Linked DNA regions of Mus musculus: region 1 is linked to region 2. Evidence: chromatin contacts called from public promoter capture Hi-C data. All regions are on one chromosome and are shown on one strand. Each heading gives the region's core, a stretch centred on a gene start, on an enhancer-like site or on the middle of the called end of the contact. The rest is flanking DNA. Distances are from core to core; before and after follow the strand shown.

Region 1 (5,148 bases), core at 1,354-3,853, 180 kb before region 2:
TCCTTTTACTTGGTGACAATGTCCACCAGAACCTCACGATCAGGTCTCAGACTTTCAGCCTCCAAGATCGCTACTTTAAACACCTGGCTTGTTATAACAAAAGAACACAAGCTCATAGGCTAGTTGTTCATTATTCACGAACCCTAATAGGCACAAATATCAGGTCATCTCTGTTGTGCTTTCTGAGCTACCACAGTCAGAAACTTGTGCTTTTCCCCCTGGAGGACACAGGACCTGTCCCAATGAGAAAGGAGATACCTACCAGACAAGAAAACTAAAAACATCAAAAAAATTAAGCCAAAGGAAACTATTATCACCATATCTTCCATTGATCCAGTTCTCACCTTCCTTCTGGCAACAACACCTGGATTTCCACTTGGAGAATATCTTAATTTGATTCTCCAAAAACAGACACAGGGTCGAGTGCAAATAGATAATTTAGGAGATAATTTCATAAAATACCACAAGGGAATTAGAAAAACCAAGGGGGCAGAAAGTCCACAGAGAGTGTGTCCTTCAAGAGCTTCTCCAAGAACCTGGAACTCTGAGAAACACTGTAGAATGGGACCCTAGAGCCCGTCCCCCAGAGAAGAGAGAACTGGGGGGTTTAGACAGCAGAGCTATGGGAACTGCATCCAGAAGAATAATCTCCCCAGCACTCTGGCTGGGTATGTTCACAGTGGGTCTGAGATCAGAGAGCCCACAGAGAGAGATGCATGTGTCCACAGTTGAGAATTCAACCAATATCTACTTAAATGGTAAGAGCCAAGGGCATAAGATTGGAGCGTTGGCTTAGCTCATTTTCTGAGGCCTTAACAGGATGCCCGAATCTGGATAATCTACCAACAATATAGATCTATTTTGACCATGCTGTTAGAGTCTGGGATGTCTAGTGGCATGACAATGGCATTCAGCAGGAGTCTCTGTGCTGTGACATAGCATGGCAGAGGAGCAAGTAAGCCTGTGGACGACAGAGAACATTGTATAGATACACTCTTTTCATCAGAAAGCGGTTCCCAGGTTGATTCATTAGATGGATGGATAGATAGATAGATAGATAGATAGATACTAGTAAAAGAAGTCTAGGGAAACAGCTTAGCATTAGAGATTGCCTAGCACACACAAGGCCCTAGTTTCAACACCAGATTTTTTTTTAAAGTGTATTTATTTCAACATGAGTTTTGAAGAGGACATTCTAACTACAGCAGCCACCAACAATATCTGCCACAGTGACTGTATTATTCTTTCATTGTGACAACACACTATCTGAGCAGGTGCCTTTATAAAGAAAGGAGGTTTATCCCTGAGGCAGCCTGGAGCATCGCATCCTAAGAGATAGGCAGTACACATGTGAATGTGTCTCCATCTGTTTCTACCTTCTTAGTACTCTAACGTAACATTTTTAGGATTCAGCATGTGTACAGTTGAGGGGAACATGCAGCCATAGTCACACCATTCCAATGACAGCCTCTTATGTGGTCAGCTCTGTTTGTCCTCTTGGGCCACAACCCAAACCTGGTCAGCAGAAACCCTACATCCTCTTGGCCCTGGGTACAGGCCCGGCTGAGTCAATCATCAACTCTCAGTTTTCAGAATCATGCTGGAACGATGGCAGATATCGCTACACTGCAATGAAGGATAGCCTGGAGTCCGAAGGAACCACAACATTGCAGAAAGCCTGCTGGGAAACCGACTAGCACAGACCAACCAGTGCAGAGAGGAGGACTGAACCCCAAGAGCTCTTCCGAGCACCTAGACCTCTGTGTTTCTAACTCATGCCCTTGGCCTCTATGGGAAGGTAAAAGGATAGGTTTTCATTTTTATTTTTTTTAATCTTAAGTTAGTCTAAGTTGGATGTGTCCAACTCCTTGAGACCAGCAAGACTCTCTAAAATGCATACGATAACAATTCAAGTCTTTATCATCTCCAGTTCTCCCATTCAAAGCAGCCCTGCCTTTTCCCACCTTAGAACCAGCTGTCTTCCCAGGATCCTCTCTGCACACATGCTCCACCCACTGAAAGCCTTGCTCACCTCGCTCTGCCCCCAGCTCTGCTTCTCCCTCTTTCAACATCTGGCTAAATCCTATCTATTGCTCAAGATCCAGCTCTCTCCTGCCTCCTCCAAAAGCTACCCTGGCAACCCCAAGCCCCGGAGCTCCTGGGTCACCACTCTTTACTTAATATTTCCCCATGGGGAGCAGGATTCAAACATACATTGGGTGTAAGGGTTGACTGTGTGTTTGTTTGTTCTCTGTGAGCACCCAGAACAGGTGGCCCTAGAAAACTGCTGGTACCCTGAAGGGGTTTCCTAGTCTGCCTGGGGATTCTCCCATTGGCCTTTAGGCTGTTGGAAGATTTCACTAAATAAATGTGAATCACCTGGTGCCCACCAAAGGTTTTCACGGTACTGGGAAGCCACAGTTTTAAAACACCCAACTCTTTTTTCAGTGTGAAGCTTCCTTGAACTCAACAGACCAAGTTCTCCTGCTTAGGTTCTTCTGACTGGCTTCTGACTCAGCTAATTTCCCCTTGCTGTGGGGCCCCTTGAAGATCTTCCTCAGTTCCCCAAGCCCTGCTGCTACACAGATTCTCCGCTGTAATGCTTGGTCACTTCCCAATAAGTTCTGACCATGTGTCTAGGAGGTTGGGGGATCTGGAGCTAGTGTCAGAGCTGAGACTCATCCTTCATCCACGCCTTTATCTTCTGGCTGACCTCGAGTTCTTCCCTCTGCTTCCCATTCTCCATTCCAGCTGGCTCCCGACTAGGCCAAGGAATTCCCCAGTCAGCACACTGGGCTGCTTGTCCAAACCTTACGACCTCCTTTAAGGGTGTCATGAAATCAGAGATAAAACAGTCATGGGGATTCCCTGGTCGTCACATGAGGAAGCTCCTGCCTGCCAGGTTCATCACCCTGAGATCACCAGAGATGTCCCATGAATTTTCTCCAACACCCCTTCCAGCGTTCATTCATTAGCCTTCTGTACCCTGCAGAGAGTGCTCTGCACTGACTCTGGGAAGGAATAGTTCACGAGGGCTCGCCAGCATCTGTCACTAACAGGCTTTCGCAGACAAGCCCTTGCCAACAACTTAAGAGGAAACAAGATCCCAAAAGGCCCCCAACTGTCTGGTCATGTGACCTTCTTGGCTCTGCTACAAGAACGTCCTGTTCTTCTTGAAGTGATGTTTCTATTGAGGAAGTCACCATGTCATATGTGGGACAGGAAAAACATCTATTTCAAGTCCCAACGTAATCGCTCTGAGTTAGCGCAGTCTTTTCAAGAACTGCCTGGACAGCAGAGAAAGACCAGTTCTGAGGGAAAGGATGGAAGCCTGGATTGTTAAGTGAGGGAAGGCCAACTGCAGGGAAGAGGAGCAAGGGTTGTCGTTCTGATTCTCCGGGTAAAACATTTCTGGCTAGCCATGAAGGGTTGAGAGCATCCATCATACAACCCCCAAACCATGGTGTGGAGACGTTGGCACACACCCAGCAGACAGGGAAGGGGAATATCCCTACACCCAGCACAGCTGGGTCCTGCTGGACCTGGAGCATCTCCCAGAGGCCAATGTGTTGAAGGTCTGGTCCCCAGCTCATGGCACTATTGGGAAGTTCTGGAAGCATTATGATATGGATCACCAGATCCATAAGTGGATGTCAGATGAATTGGGGTGTACCCTAGAGGGGGACTGTGAGAGCTATGAAGGTCTCACCACAGCTGACTGGCTTTCCCAGAGTTCAAAGACGTGTAATAAGCATCAGTTTCATATTTCCTTCTCGAATTCCAGAAAGCAGACACCAAGCTTACCATTCCCATATCACTTGGGTTGACCACTAGAAACAAGGGTTGATCTTGAAGGCTCATGGACTCTCACACTGACATAAGAGAACAGGAGTTGGGGGATGAGCTGGGGGAGGGTGTTGGAGATCATCTGTAGTCTGGAAAGATGGCTCAGCAGTTAAGAGCACTTGCTGCTCTTGCAGAGGCCTGGGCTTCAGTTCCCAACGCACCCATGGAGGGGGACAATTGTCTCTAACTCCAGTTTCAGGGAGGGAATCTGATGCCCTCTTCTGGCCTCCATGAGCACTGCATGTATGAATTAAAATGCTCATACACATAAAATAAATAGAAATAAATCTTTGGAAAACAATAGGTCACCTGTGTTCTCAGACCCATGCTGTTTGGTTGGGCTTCCTAGCATGTTGGAGGTGTTTGGCTTGTAAAATTCTTGGGTAAGTGGGTTTATTTTATTCAGAGACTGTTTACACATCTCTGTAGTTTCATTTTCCTCAAGAACTATTTGAGTCTTAAGGAACTAGAACGACCTGCGTCTAGTTTTCACTTCTCACTAATCAATCAACCAATCAATTAGTGTTCTGTATTAGCCTGGTAAAGGAACAGACAGGGGCTGGAGAGATAGCTCATAGATTAAGAGCACTGGCTGCTCTTCCTGAGGTCCTGAGTTCAATTCCCAGCAAACACATGGTGGCTCACAACCCTCCATAATGAGATCTGATGCCCTCTTCTGGCATGCAGGTGTACATACAGATAGAGCACTTGTAAACTTTTAAAACGGAAAAGAAAAAAAAAAGAAAAAGACAGGTAGATGATAAGAGTTACTATAAGCCTGTCTAACCTGGAGCCTACCACTAATTACCCTGGAGCTCTCCAAGCAGTTTCTCCATTACCATACAAAGTCAGTGGAAAGCAATACTCCTTCCAAAAGTCCCAGGGGAGACCTTGTCTTGAGCATCTAAATTAGCGATGGCAGATGTTGCCATGCCTGATACTATTTTGCACTCTTGACAAGCATCACTTTCACATACACCGCTGACCCTCAGAGGTGCCCCAGGACTGCACTCCAGTGTCTACCAGCAACCACCTGGGCCTGCCTCATAGGAAGAAGTCAGCTCATGGTCTAAGTCTAAGTGCATGGTGGCCTCTGATAGTTTTGTCACGTGAACCTCAATCTAGAAACCTTCATGGTACTTTCTATAACCTTCAGTGAGTAATGGAATCCCAGGATTACAGATTGCAGGCGTGCTTTAGGAACTATCCAGTTTAATTTAAAAGAAGCCAAGAGCATCTGATGCTGCGGGTGGGGCTTCTTAGTTACTTGACTCACGGCTTCAACAAAAGACTCAAAAGAAA
Region 2 (5,244 bases), core at 2,549-5,048:
ATGGGTGATAATGTATCCATGTAGGTTCATCATCTACAGACCATTTGCATGGCAGACCCTGGTAATGGAAAGGGTCTGGAGAACTGGAGAAATGTTGAGTACTTTGCTGTGAACCTAAATCTGCTCTAATAGAATCTGGAAAGGCAAACAATAGGTTACCCATTTGCCAGGCAACTGCAGAGAGAGATGCTACTAGAAAGGTTTTGTTGTTCTTTGTTTGTTTTAAAACTTAAAGATCCTTTAAAGCCTTCAGGCCCGCCAAGGATAGGCTGACTGTTGTTATGCAGAAGAATTGTACAGGTTCTACTCGGGCAGCCAGGGGCCTTGGCTTTGTAGTTTACTTGGGCTTGCAGATGTTAATGCCATATGTTGTGACACAGAGATGGAAGGCTTCAGTAGACAGAGAAGCGATATAGACAAGAACCAGGTATAGTACTCTGCACCTACAATCCCAGCACTCAGGAAACTGAGGCCTGTGGATTGCTGTGGATTTGAGGCCATCCTGGCCTACAGAGTGAGAGTATCTTTAAAAACATATTTTGAAAAAATTAAAAACAAAACAAAAGTAAGAGAGAAAAGGCAGGGTTTTGTTGTTTGTTTTTTGCCATAGTAGAAATTGAACCCAGGGCTTTGCATTTTCTGGGTGGTACTCTGTTATAGAAATAAAATATCTTCCTATACCAAGAAAGAGAGGATATGACCACTTAGATCAAGAAGACTAAGAGCTATTTAAGTTTACTTCACTGTATGGCCCAGGCTGGTCTTGAACTCCCAGTGATCCTTCTGCCCTCACACCTTCTGAGAGCTGGGTGGAAAGTGTGTGCCACCATCCTATGCGCCACCTTCAAGGCTAGGCATGGAACCCAGGGCCCAGGGCATGGAAGGCAAGCTCTTTACCACTGAGCTATAACCTAACTCTGTTGGCTTTCTGCTGCTGTGATAAAATGCTAACCAAAACCACCCCAGGAGGAAAGGGTTGGTTTCATTTACAGCGGCAGTGCGTCATAAAGGGCCGTTGGGGCAGGGACTGAAGCAGAAGCCATGCAGGACCAATGCTCCCTGACTGGATCTCCATGGCTTGTTCAGCCTGCTTTTTATACTACTCAGGAACACTTGCCCGGGGGTGGCACTACCCATGTGTGCCCTCCCACATCGTTAATTAATGGAGAAAATGCCGAAAACCTACCTAGAGGCAAGCCAATGAGGGCATTTTCCTCAATTGAGGTTTCTCTTCCCTGATTGACTGTGTCTTGTGTCAAGTTGAGAAAACACTAACTAGGAATCACCCTCTCGGTGTTTATGTATCTATTTACTTATTTATTTATAGAATTTATTTTTTGTATGTATGTGTACCATATGCATACCCGTTGCCTGAGAAAACCATAAAAGGTCATAGGATCTCCTGGAGTCTAGAGTTAAGGATGGTTGTTTAATAGGATGTGGGTGCTCAGAACCAAACCCAAGTCCAGTGCAAGAGCAGCAAGTACTCTTAACTACTGACTCATCTTTCCCATCTGTCTCTTACCTTCTAAATAAGAAAAGCAAAGATTTTTATCACATTGATGGGTAATGCACTCTTAGGAGTACACATGGATTTGGGCAAAGCGACTATTCTGGTTGCCTTGATTGTAGACTTGTTGGTTTAATACTCAGAAAACACCTATGGATGCTTTAGTCTTGAGTTTGTAGGGTTATTTAGTTTGGGATTTTTTTTTTTTTTTTTTTTTGGTTTTGTTCATTTGTTTGGGTATTTAAATTTTTTGCATGGCTATATGGTTGCATCTGTGTGTATATTTGTGTGTGCCCTGAGCATTCGCATGTGTGAGTGCAGGGACCTGCATGCTGCAGCACATATGTGATCAGAGAACAACCCTCTGCAGGTCTTGGTCCTTGCTTCCACCATTGTTGCTGAGTACATAGGTTAGGGGCCTGTGAGCTCCAAGGCTCTCTTGACTTGGCCTTGAGTCCCAGGCCATAGGAGCAATAGAGTTACAAACATGCACTACCATGTCTGGACTTTACATGTCAGGTTCTGGAGATCTGAACCCAGGTCTTCATGTTTACACAGCATCTCATCTATAGTGGTTTTCCTCTTGCTTTCGAGTGGGTCTTTGTAGTCTCTCCAAAAGTTGTTCTTTATTGTCATTTAAACATACTCAGCCATGCATGTTTGGCTTATGCCTATAATCCCAGCACTTGGGACATGAAGGCAGGAGAGGCAGGAGATCACAGTCAGATTTAGTAGCTACATAGTGAGTTGTAGACTAGCCTGGGCTACATGAGACCTATGTTAAAAGACATGGAGGAGGCTAGAGAAATGGCTTATTGGTTAAAAGTGTTTCCTACTCTCCCAGAGGAACAGAGTTCCGATCCTAGCACCACTTGAAACTCCAGTCCCAGAGGATCTGACATACTCTCTGACTCCCACACGTGGCATACACATAGTCAAACACAATGTTTCACAGTTTAACTACAGCTGGAGTTAAGGTGTGTGTGTGTGTGTGCGTGCGTGTGTGTGTGTGTGTGTGTGTGTCTGTCTGTCTGTCTGTCTGTCTGTCTGTCTGTCTGTCCTACGTTATCATTAGATCGTTTGAAGGCAGACATTATACCTGTGGTCTCACTGGTGCAGTTCTAGCTCCATCAGTTCTCTTTGAATTGACTTCTGCTAGTTTCAGAAAATCTCAGCTGTCTCTCAGGCAGCAAGGAGTACAGTCACACTTTCTTTGGCTAATAACATCAAGAAAGCCCGGTGCTTAAACAGCACTAGATTTGACTAAGACTACTAATTTCATGCAGGCAGTTTTTAATTCTATAAATAGTAAAACCCAGGAAATTGAACTGTTTTCTGGGGATTTTTGAGTCTGCCTTTTTCCTGCTTAGAGTCTTAATTCTGATTGGCAAATCAGATAAGTTTTCTGCTATTATTGCTACATTGCTTGGGCCATTTATTCCAAATAGACATTTTCCTTCTAAGAATCGTCCCTGAGAGTTATACTCAGACTATAAGTTTGGCTTTTGTTTTTGTCTTTATTTGTTTGTTTTTTTGAGCTTTTCTCTCAAATGCTTAATGGGAAGGAATATCCCTAAAATTTTTAATTCACCTACTAAAATAGGCCTTGCCTTGGAAAACATTTGAATCAAAGTCTAATAATAGATAAAACTTATATTTTCAATGCTGAGGTTTACTCTAAGTAATCTAAACTTAGCATGTGCAGTAATCATAAGAGACCAGGACTACCTCAGGATCTGGTAGAGCATTGCTCTTGAGATGTAGAAATGGCACCCACTCCATGTAGATGTGCGTGCCACTTTGCTTCTGACTGCTGTGATTTGAGTTTCTCTTAGTGCAGCGAGTCTGTGAGTTTTCTTTCTCCCAGTCTGCCCTCTGTACCAGTCAGTCTCTGTGCCCTGCTCAAGATGTTTGCCAGCAGCATGCCCTGCTTGCTTTCCAGCACCAAGCACAGATGGAGGCTTTGTCTGCAGTGTTGGTGATTTTAGCCAGGACTTTGCTGCTGCAGAATGGGGGGGCGGAGTTATGACTGTTTCCTTCTATTGAGCAGATAGGGGTTAGGGAGAGGGAGGGTGGGTGGGTGATTTCCCGGAATTTTAAGTATTCTGCACAATGAATCTTTTGATTTCTTTCTCAGGAACAGGGCGGATACCTGACCAACTCGTGATTCTAGACATGAAGCATGGAGTAGAGGCGAAAAATTATGAAGAGGTATGTACTGCTCCAACAGACAGGAGGGAGGAACGCTCGGGGCTGGAGGCTTCTGTGACCTAATCAGGCCAGTGGCCACACTTGGCCCACAAGGTTGTGGTTTTCTCAGCAGCCATGTGACAACCAGCTATGGTCCTGGTAATACAAAAGGTTGTATTAACAGACTTGAACAAATAATTCTGGCTGTGATTATAACCAATGAACTAAACCAGCTGTCTGTACAGTTGCGTGTTGCTATGGTAGAGTTCAGTCATGCCATTAGCATTCTGGGGCAGAACACACACAAACATGCACACACACACTTTTAAATAGAATTCTGTCAAAAGAAAGTTTTTTGTTTTTTAATTCCTAATATCATCCCCTTCTCTTCTCTAAAACAAGTAGGTGTATATCTTAGGGTTTAGACTCAAACGCTGGTTAGTCTTGAACAGCTGTGCTGTTTTTTGAGAAACAATCGCTAAAAAATAACTTCCAGTTAAAGTAAAGGAGGAAGGCTGGGTGGTACAAAGAGCTGTAAGAGAGTCAGACATTTTATTCTGGTAGGAAGTATTACAGAATGATATATAATATAGTTTGGTGTATCCTAACTATATGAAAAAACGTTGCTTAAAGTGATTAGGTAGAATTTGAAAAATGATGAACAGACATGGCTCGTCAAGATTTTGGGAGGAAAATGTCCTAAATTGGAAGCAGACAGGAAGTGATTGGCCATATGTGCATCAGGAAGTAACTATAAGTCCACAAAGTTTTTCCTCTTTTTTTCTTGTTCTTGTGTTCAATTGAGTGAAACCAAAGTTCCTTGGAAGTAGTCGCTAGAGCAAGCAGTGATACAGTAACGGATATCAGACAGTTCCCAGTGGAGGCTAAAGTGCTTGTATCTCCAGGCTTGTTTAGAGAGCCTCTTTAACTGATGAGTTTAAAAGTGAAAACACAAGTTTTCCAGTTCCTCAAGACAGCGTTTCTCTGTGTAGCCCTGGCTGTCCTGGAACTCACTCTGCAGGCCAGGCTGGCCTTGAACTCACAGGGCTCCACCAGCCTCTGCCTCCCAAGTTCTGGATTAAAGGTGTGTGCCACCACCACACAGAAAGTGAAATCTTAACTTTTCAAGATTCTGAAGAATCTTATTGACTGTTATAAGATAACTGTTAAACTGTTATTATGAGATATAAAATGCCTGGAAAAAATTTTTTGAGGAATTTTATATATATATATATATATATATATACACACACACACACAATGCATTTTGACTACATCCAGACCCTCTCAGACATGTCTCTTAACTTCATGTCTTCTTTTTTATAGCTCACTGAGTCTAATTCAGTGGTTCTCAACCTTCCCAATGCTGCAACTCTTTCATAAAGTTCCTCATGTTGTGGTGACCTCAACCAAAAAATTATTTTTGTTGCTACTTCATAACTAATTTGCTACTATTAGAATTGTGATGAAAATATCTGTGTATTCTGATGGTCTTAGGTGACCCCATGAAAGGATCCTTCGACACACGCCCTCAGGTGTTGTGA

What was found. Capture Hi-C pulls out chosen DNA fragments and counts their contacts.
Region 1: a promoter capture Hi-C map of adipose tissue shows a contact between it and region 2. The contact joins two enhancer-like sites. A contact is called at or near these places in 1 of 39 promoter capture datasets (the C10 cell line), 1 of 484 Hi-C or Micro-C datasets (bone marrow-derived macrophages), 8 of 115 datasets of contacts at active chromatin or transcription factors (the HPC-7 cell line, bone marrow-derived macrophages, double positive thymocytes and 5 more) and 3 of 9 other capture datasets (adipose tissue, bone marrow-derived macrophages and liver).

The regions. Positions count from the first base shown.
Region 1 is chr12:85,530,751-85,535,898 of GRCm38.p6, reverse strand. The region is part of intron 1 of Gm32296 (a long non-coding RNA gene); the gene reads right to left. Among named protein-coding and RNA genes, the nearest start is that of Gm32296, 3.8 kb to the right of the region's middle. Within about 2 kb of position 2,603, at least 85 of the 459 cell types and tissues checked have an H3K27ac peak or open chromatin away from gene starts, as enhancers often do. A contact at or near this core is called in adipose tissue and bone marrow-derived macrophages, where this site is marked.
Region 2 is chr12:85,349,280-85,354,523 of GRCm38.p6, reverse strand. Tmed10 (transmembrane p24 trafficking protein 10) reads left to right here. Exons shown (of 5, transcript NM_026775.4): 3 at 3,648-3,721. Among named protein-coding and RNA genes, the nearest start is that of Nek9, 13 kb to the right of the region's middle. Within about 2 kb of position 3,798, at least 96 of the 459 cell types and tissues checked have an H3K27ac peak or open chromatin away from gene starts, as enhancers often do. A contact at or near this core is called in adipose tissue and bone marrow-derived macrophages, where this site is marked.